2 separate regions of the Sus scrofa genome follow, and region 2 is linked to region 1. Evidence: chromatin contacts called from public HiChIP or PLAC-seq data. All regions are on one chromosome and are shown on one strand. The core of a region is the stretch at or near the end of the contact, and the rest is flanking DNA. Distances in the headings are between cores, read along the strand shown. Region 1 holds the start of GMPPB (GDP-mannose pyrophosphorylase B). Region 2 holds the start of TRAIP (E3 ubiquitin-protein ligase TRAIP).

The links. HiChIP or PLAC-seq counts read pairs in DNA pulled down with a chosen protein or histone mark.
Region 2: a contact with region 1 is called in an H3K27ac HiChIP or PLAC-seq map of alveolar macrophages. The contact joins the promoter of TRAIP here to the promoter of GMPPB in region 1. A contact is called at or near these places in 4 of 47 Hi-C or Micro-C datasets (embryonic fibroblasts, epiblast stem cells, liver and 1 more) and 2 of 2 datasets of contacts at active chromatin or transcription factors (alveolar macrophages and skeletal muscle).

Annotation. Positions count from the first base shown.
Region 1 is chr13:32,251,537-32,255,321 of Sscrofa11.1, forward strand. It overlaps GMPPB (GDP-mannose pyrophosphorylase B), which reads right to left and starts at 1,619. Exons shown (of 10, transcript NM_001244541.1): 1 at 1,494-1,619; 2 at 1,261-1,397; 3 at 1,055-1,135; 4 at 916-964; 5 at 635-777; 6 at 272-430; 7 at 107-185; 8 at 1-32. The coding sequence starts at 1,389. IP6K1 (inositol hexakisphosphate kinase 1) reads right to left here. Exons shown (of 5, transcript XM_021068778.1): 5 at 1,979-3,785.
Region 2 is chr13:32,378,921-32,382,705 of Sscrofa11.1, forward strand. TRAIP (E3 ubiquitin-protein ligase TRAIP) reads right to left here and starts at 2,068. Exons shown (of 31, transcript XR_002337524.1): 1 at 622-2,068. CAMKV (caM kinase-like vesicle-associated protein) reads right to left here. Exons shown (of 10, transcript XR_002337521.1): 10 at 2,208-3,785.

The DNA.
Region 1 (3,785 bases), core at 369-2,868:
ATCCTTGGGCTGCCCAATGTCCATCCAGAAGCCTATAGGGAGAGAATGCATCAGGGAGCTCAGCCCAGCCACAGACCACCCCAACCCTGTGGCCTCTCTGCCTCACCCTGCAACTCCATGGCATAGAGCTGCCCCTCCTTGGCCATGACCGGGAAGATCTCCTTCTCAATGGACGTGGGCTGCAGCTGTGGGAGTGGGCAGCTCATGAGCAGGGTCATGGCAGTGGTGGCCTGCCCTACCCCGGCCCACCCAGCAGCAGGCTTCTACACACCTGGATGCGCTGCAGCACTGCAGGGCTCAGGATGTACATGCCTGCATTGATCTTGTTGGACACAAACACCTGTGGCTTCTCCACGAACCGGTGAATACGGCCTGTATCAGCCTCACACACCACCACACCATACTTAGAGGGCTCCTCCACTTTGGTCACCTGAGTGCAGGGGGACCTCAGACCTAGTCCAGGGCTCCTGAGTCTTGAGGTACATGGTGTCTTATATCTGGGATTGTGCCCCCAGATGCATAAAGGCACATACTGCATGGTTCTGCACCCAAAACATTGGGGCAATTCAAAGCTGGGAGGTGAGAGAGGCTGGGGTGGGGTGGGTTATCGGAGAAGAAAGACCTGTTTCCTTACCAGAATGGAGCCCTCTTGGCCATGGTGGCGGTGGAACTGCACCATGGCTTGGAAGGGAAAATCGCAGATCACATCACTGTTCAGAACAAAAAAAGGCTCCGCAGTCTCAGAGAGCAGGTCACGGGCCAGTGCCAGGGGTCCAGCTGGGGAAGAGCAAGAGGTCACCATCATCTTCCAGGTCTGAGCCTCTGGACCCAGGCTCAGCAAGCCCCATGCAGACAGAGTCTTGCCCCTCTCCTGGCCCTAAACCCTCCCCAAGGAACCTTCTTGTCTCTACTGACCTGTTCCCAAAGGCTCCTCTTCATGGGACATGGAGATTCGGATTCCTAGCTGGAAGGAAGAAGGCCCCGTTAGGTTTCTCCTACTAGGGTGGGAAGCTGAGCGGGGACCAAGGGAAAAAGCCAAGAATCCGTGCCTCACCCTTTGCTCCTGTGCTTTCATTTCCTTCTCCAACATCTGAGACATATAGCTCACGGCCAGAATCACGTGATCCACGCCTGCCTGTGGGAATGAACAGTGCCGGCCTTCAGGCGGGCTCAGCCGAAGGCACAGGGATCCCTGCCCTCCTGTCGCTGGCCGTCCCTCACCCTGCCAAATCCCACCAAGACCCCGTCCCTGGGCCTTACCGAGGCCAGCGCCTCCACTTGATGCAGCAAAATGGGCTTATTGCAGAAATCCACCAGCGGCTTCGGTATGCTTAGCGTCAGCGGCCGCAGGCGCGTCCCGTAGCCACCCACCAGGATCAGTGCCTTCATTGCGCCTGCTGGAGGCCAGAGTGAGTCCCGGGCTCCGAGGTGTCCGCGGCCCGCCCAGCCGACCCCTATGACACCCTCCCGCTCCCTTCACGCTCCAGACTGACCAACTCTTGTTCTGCCTTGTCCGCCCAGTCCGCGTCGACGCTAAGTCCAAGTCAGCGGCAAGCTAGTACGCGACGCCGAAGCGAGAGCAGCGAGCTGCCAACTCTGGCTGGCGTCCGCCAGTGTATGACGGGAGCCCGGGCGGGCCAATCAGCTGCGGCATACGTGGCACGGCCATCGGCGTCGGGTCGCCGCGACGCGGTATTCCGGCAGACTCAGCCAATGAGAGCGGAGCGCGCCTGGCTGCCATGGCGACCGGGACCGGATCCGCGGGTCGGCTTGCCATTGGCGGATCCAAAGGCGGAGCTCGCGCCGCAGGCGAGGCTTCCGTCCTCTCGGGCCCAGGTCAGCCGCACCCCAGCCGCTTCCGGCCCCGCCCTGCCGGAGGAACTGGGGCGGGGCCGAGGGCGCGAGGAGGCCGGGCTGGGCTAGGCCAGTCCACCCCGAGTTTCTGGGTTTGTTTTTTTTTCAAAGACACGGACACGCCTCAGTTTCTAGCGGCTTTATTTTGACATACACGACCTCAGACACAAGCGGGGCGGGCAGCGCTAGGTGTACGGAAAGGGGCAGGTTCGGCCCAAGGCTCGAGCACCCCCTCTCCCGCGCTCAAGGTCCCAAGAAAAAGCAACCGCGCCCGGACACGGCCGGAGCCAAGTGTAGTATCCGGGTGCAGGGCTCGGGCAGCGTGGACAGGCTTAGGCAGCTTCCAGCAAAGTGGAGCAGAGAGTGGTCCTCGAGGCCAGGCCTTACAGTTCCCGGAGAAGCAAAGGAACCAGGACCTTCCCAGGATTCTCCCAAATTTTTTCCACTAAAACATTAAATCTGCACAAAGACCAAATTGAACAGCTCTAAAGTTCAAAGCATTCTGCATCTAGGAGTGTGCACATGGCCAGCCGTGAGCAAGTGAGCAGCAGCTACATAACTAGCTCAGGCCTTTGGCCCCTTAGGAGAAACCCCACGCCCACTGCACAGGACCGGACATGAGAGGGGTGGGGTCCCCAGCATGTTGCTACACTGGTCCCCTTTCTTTTAAGCACCGCCCATCCCACCCCGCTAGGGGGCTGGTGTCGACTTGGCCCAGGGAAGCACTACACAGAGGGGTCGCTTGAGCGCCCCAACCAGTGATCCCGTCTTGCACTTTGGTCCCAAGTTGGGGCTGGGGAAACAGGGCCTGGCAGGGACAGGGCTCTCTGGCATGGAGCAGGGCAAAATAGTGGCAAACAGCATGTGCAGATGCGCATGCCCACCACTCAACAGATAACAAGGCTGGGTCTCCCAAGTGTTTAAAAGTGCTGAAAGAAGGAGGGACCCTGCCCTGCGGGAGAAGCAGCAGATCCCAGCCCTGCTCTTCTCAATGCCAGGAAAACGCTGACTATAAGTGGGTACAGCCTCTCGTGATGAAGAGCAGAATGGGGGCAGCATCTGCTCCCAAAATATAGGAACTCAGGAGGTACAGCACATCCCCAGGCTGGAGAGGTTCCAACAAGGGGGTCCCAGCTGGCCCCCAAACCTTTGTCTTGGCCTCTGCCCTGCCAAGAAATGACTATCCACACTAATGAAGAGCTACTGCCCCTATGGCTGAAGCCACAAAATAGTACAAGAGAAAAGACGGTCATTACTAATCAGAAACAGGCAAGCTGCCCCCTCCTAGCCCCAAGAAATGGGAACCTGCCCACCAATGGCACCAGAATCAGAAGGCCGAGAGAGATGGGATCCCATCTAGGAGCCCATTTAAGATGAGTGAGGCTGCATATCTATGGACCATGAAATTAGTCCATTACTTACCAAAGCTTCTTACAGACACAGGCTGGCAGGCTTACCTCTAATGCCCAAATAGGGACATGCCACAAGTGACAATGACAGTGGCCCTAGGCTTGGAGGTTAGGGCACTAACCTTGGCAATGGCTAAGTGCAAGCAGTGCCACCTCCTGACCGCATGTTTTAGAGGTAGCAAGCCTCTGTGCCATTCAGGGCTGGCAGCAAAAATTACTAAAACCGTGGGAAAGGAAGGGGTCACCCCTTGGGCCTTCACTGTGCCACTGTCACTGTTGAGTGCTGAGGGGACCACACTCAATGCTCACAGAGAGGGTACTGGGCCAGCAGGGAAATACCTCCTCCAATTCATTCTGCTACCAGTTTTTTATAAAAAGGTAGCACCTGCTGAGGAAGGGCACAGGGGCAAAAGCTCACCTCAGAAATGGTAATGAGAATATCTTGCTGAGGGGAAGTGTGAAGGAAATCAATATTTACTAATGAACAAGGCTATACCCCCAGGGAAAGATCCCAAGAGACAG
Region 2 (3,785 bases), core at 818-3,317, 130 kb after region 1:
CAACAAATCGGGTAGCCAGAAGTCTACCAAGTCTCGGAGAAACAAAAGGGCTTGCTGATGTGGTGAAAGCTCATCTCTGCCCCGAGCTAATAATTTTGAAATCACATCCCGTTGCAGATAGATCAAGGAAACCCCTACTCTGTCGTCCTTAAACCAACGGCGGGGAGTTCCCATCATGGCTAAATGGTTAAGGAACCCGACCAGTATCCATGAGGACGCGGGTTTGAGCCCTGGCCTTGCTCGGTGTTTTAAAGACCAAGCGTTGCAGTTACCGAGAGCTGTGGTGTCAGTTGCAGACGCGGCTCGGATCCAGTGTTGCTGCGGCGTAGGCCGGCAGCCACAGCTCGGATTCCACCCCTAGCAGGGAACCTCCACATGGGGCGGGAGCCACCCAAAACAAAAACAAAAAAAAACTACAACCCCGTTCCCCCGGCCTCAGGTCATCTGTCATCTCCTCCCGGAAGCCTGTTTTGACCTGGCCTCTGCCCAAGTCGGAAACTCTCGTGGGACTCCAACTAATGCCGTCCTCATCACCAGTCAGGGCACCAGGGAGGCCCGACACCCCACAGTTTTGTAGCGATATCGGGCGGAGTGCCCAGATCCAACACAGCGGTCACTCACCACTGCAAGTGGAAGGTGTGGCCGCAGTGGATGGCTGCCACGTCGCGGGAGTGATCGAAGAAGTCGGAGCATATAGTGCACAGAGCACGAATAGGCATGACTGGTCTCAAGTGGCCCAGGTAGCCAAGGAAACCGCGAAGGGTCCAGCTTCGTGGCCGTGCCTCAGCGTCCCAGCTTGCTTCAAATTTGGCTCCACAGCGCGACTTCCGGAAGCGAACCGGAAGTGGCTACAAGGCGCAAAATGAAGTTTGGGCCCGGATTGGACGAACCCTCGGGGGCGGGGCTTAACGGCCTCTCAGGCCGAAAAGAATCCTGGGGCCGAGCGCGGGCCTGAAGCTCAGCGGTAAGTCCCTCGCGGCTCCCGGGAATCGCCCAGTACCAGAACACAGCGTTGGATGGGCACCAGGAGCAGCTACGCCGCCGGCCGAGCCCCTTTCTGGGGCAAGACAAGACGTTACGGTCCCAAGCCGGAGCTGGGCACGGTCTCCTTAGCCCTGTTCTCTCAGCGCAGCCATCTCTGCACTTCGCGAGAGTTTAGAAGAGGCCATAAGGGGGTGGGACGATGGTACGAATGGAGAGCGGGTCCCTTGGGCTCTGGGCAGTTCTCAACCGTATAGAAGACCATACTTCCCGGACCAAAAGAATGCTCCGCCCTCTCAGCCCTCTCAGACTCTTTAGTGGTCCTCGAAAGGACACGGGTCAGGACACTCCCAGCTCGCCCTGGCTCTATACAAACAAGGTTGATGATCCCTAAGTTTAAAGGTGGTGGGGCCGGTATCCTGACTAGCTCCTAGCTCTCAGGAGAATCAGTTTTGCCTCAGTACTGCCTTTTGGAGGCCCAGATCCTTCATAGACAAGTGGCTAACAAATCTTTTTCTTATTCCCATATCAGAGAAGTTATCTTTGGGATCCTAAGTAAGAGCAGCATCCCTGGTGAATTCACCTGGGCTGATCCAGGCTGGAACAAGTATTCCTAGGAGTTTTGATGATTAACTGTTTTTAGTAGTGGTATCCCCCTCTCCCCAGAAGAAACCTTATGCAGAGTCCCATAATGTAAAGCCGATCTGTTCCACCTGAAGTAGACTCAGAGTGAAGTCCTTGGGGCCTACGTGGAAAGCAAAGGTGTTCACAGGAAGGAATAATCAACACAAAGGATAGGACAGAATCTTTGTGTAATGGCCACCCTGCACCCATTCCCCAACCCAGGGAAGCCCACTTTGGCCATGGGCAAGGTCTCTCCCTATGGTGGATGGCCCTTGGTGGGTTCCAGGTCTATGCCTAAGTCAAGATAATGGCTCCTTGTTCAATAGGACTTGTCAGAACAGTAGCATAGAGGTTATTCCTTGGCACAATCCCAGCACAGGACCCACCACCCACATGGATTTCTAGAGTCCAGAGGACCCCTGCCACCATCAAGGAACACACTGTGGTGAGGATGGTCTGTACTCTCAGCCCAAGCAATCCATATGGAACTGAGCACAGACCACTACCTGTGAACCTACTCCCAGCCTTCCCCTACACACTGCCTTTCAGGGGCCCCTCCCCAGTAATATAGAGGAAGCAAAGGCAAGAGGGTGGCCAGAGGCTTTGGCAGAATGAAATTTATTTGCCAGGTTCAGCAGGTACACGGCCCACCGACCTTCATACACCAGAGCAGACCCACAGGCATGCAGGGAGAAGGGCAGGACTATCCCCGAGTGCCAAGTGAGGGCCAGGACCAGTGTGGCTGCCTGCCCAGGCCATAGTGGGGTCTGACAAAGGGCACTTGCCAGGAGCCTCCGTCAGGAAACTGGGGAGCTTTATTCCACTCTTTGATTCCAGCAAAAGCAACTCAGCAGGGCTCAGAGGCACTTAGGCCTCACTCTAAGCCTTGACAAAAGGGGAAGTGGGTCACTGACATAGAGAGGGTTCCTTCTATTTTGTTGAACTGAGAGAGCAGAAAATCTGCCCCCAAGAAGGGCAACCCCCCAAATCAGACTGTGGGACACTGCCATGCAGCTGGCCCTCTGGGATGGAGAGGACTGTGGACTGAGCCTGAGGCGGGTCATATGGGAAGAGCCAGGGGCAGCCCTCCTTGTCTGCCCCAGGGTAAGGACTCAGCTAGGCTGGTACACTAGGTGCTAAGCCTGCACTCTGCCCTCCCAGATCTCATTGCCACATCCTAATTGCTCCTCCTTCCCTTTACAGACTCATGAAGCTCAGGGTACAGGGCAACCACTGCAGGACCCAGGAGGGCAGGAAATAGCACATGGGTCTTGGGAGAGACTTCCCAGGGACAAAGATGGAAGTGTCTACCTTTCTACTCATTCTTTTTCACTTTTCAGGAACCCCTCAGCTACCAAGCAGTGCCCCCAGCCATGCAACCAGTCTTGAAGCATACTGCTTTAGATTATTGCATTCTCTGTACCAGCCTGTTTCACGCCTAGAGCAGCCCACACACCACAGGCACATACCTTCATGTGCAGGAGCCTAAGACCGCTGACAGGGCCTCGCTGGAGGACCAGCTCTCAGGGCAAGGCCACCCAATTTAGGGCCTGGGAGAGGATGGGACCTGCAGGGCCTGCCTGGGGGAACTGTGAGGCAAAAAGGAAAAGGGAACAGGAGCAGGGACCTCCTGAGTATCCCTAGAGCAGCATCCCACAAGGAACAGAAACTGATGAAGCTAGCAAAAGACAAAAGCCACAAGGAATCCATGCAGGGGCTGGGGCTGGTCCTGCCTCTGGCCTCCCCACCACTCACACACATACACACAGGAGATGAGACTGCTCTCCTGTGGCCCCCAGACATGCCCTGTGCTGGGAGGCAGGGGCAGGGGGCAGTGAGGGCATCATGCCAGTGATTCTATGTACAGTGCGAAGCCCCTCATCTACTCTCCCACCCTCTTGCCCATCCCCCATCCCCCACCAGCCTGCCCACTCAGCTGGTCTCCCTCCGAGACTCCTGGGCAGAGCCAGCAGCCTCTTTCCCTTTACTAGAGGGTAGAGCCTGGCCTGTTGCGCCCCCTGGGGCTGTGCTGTCCGGCTGGGCCAAAGCCGGCTCAGGAATGGCAGCAGCCTTGGTGGCTGGTGTGGCACTGCTTTGGATGGTGGGCACAGTGCTTTCTTCCATGGCAGGTGTGGCTCTCCCATCAGTGGCTGGAGTAACACTTCTGTCGGTGGCTGGGG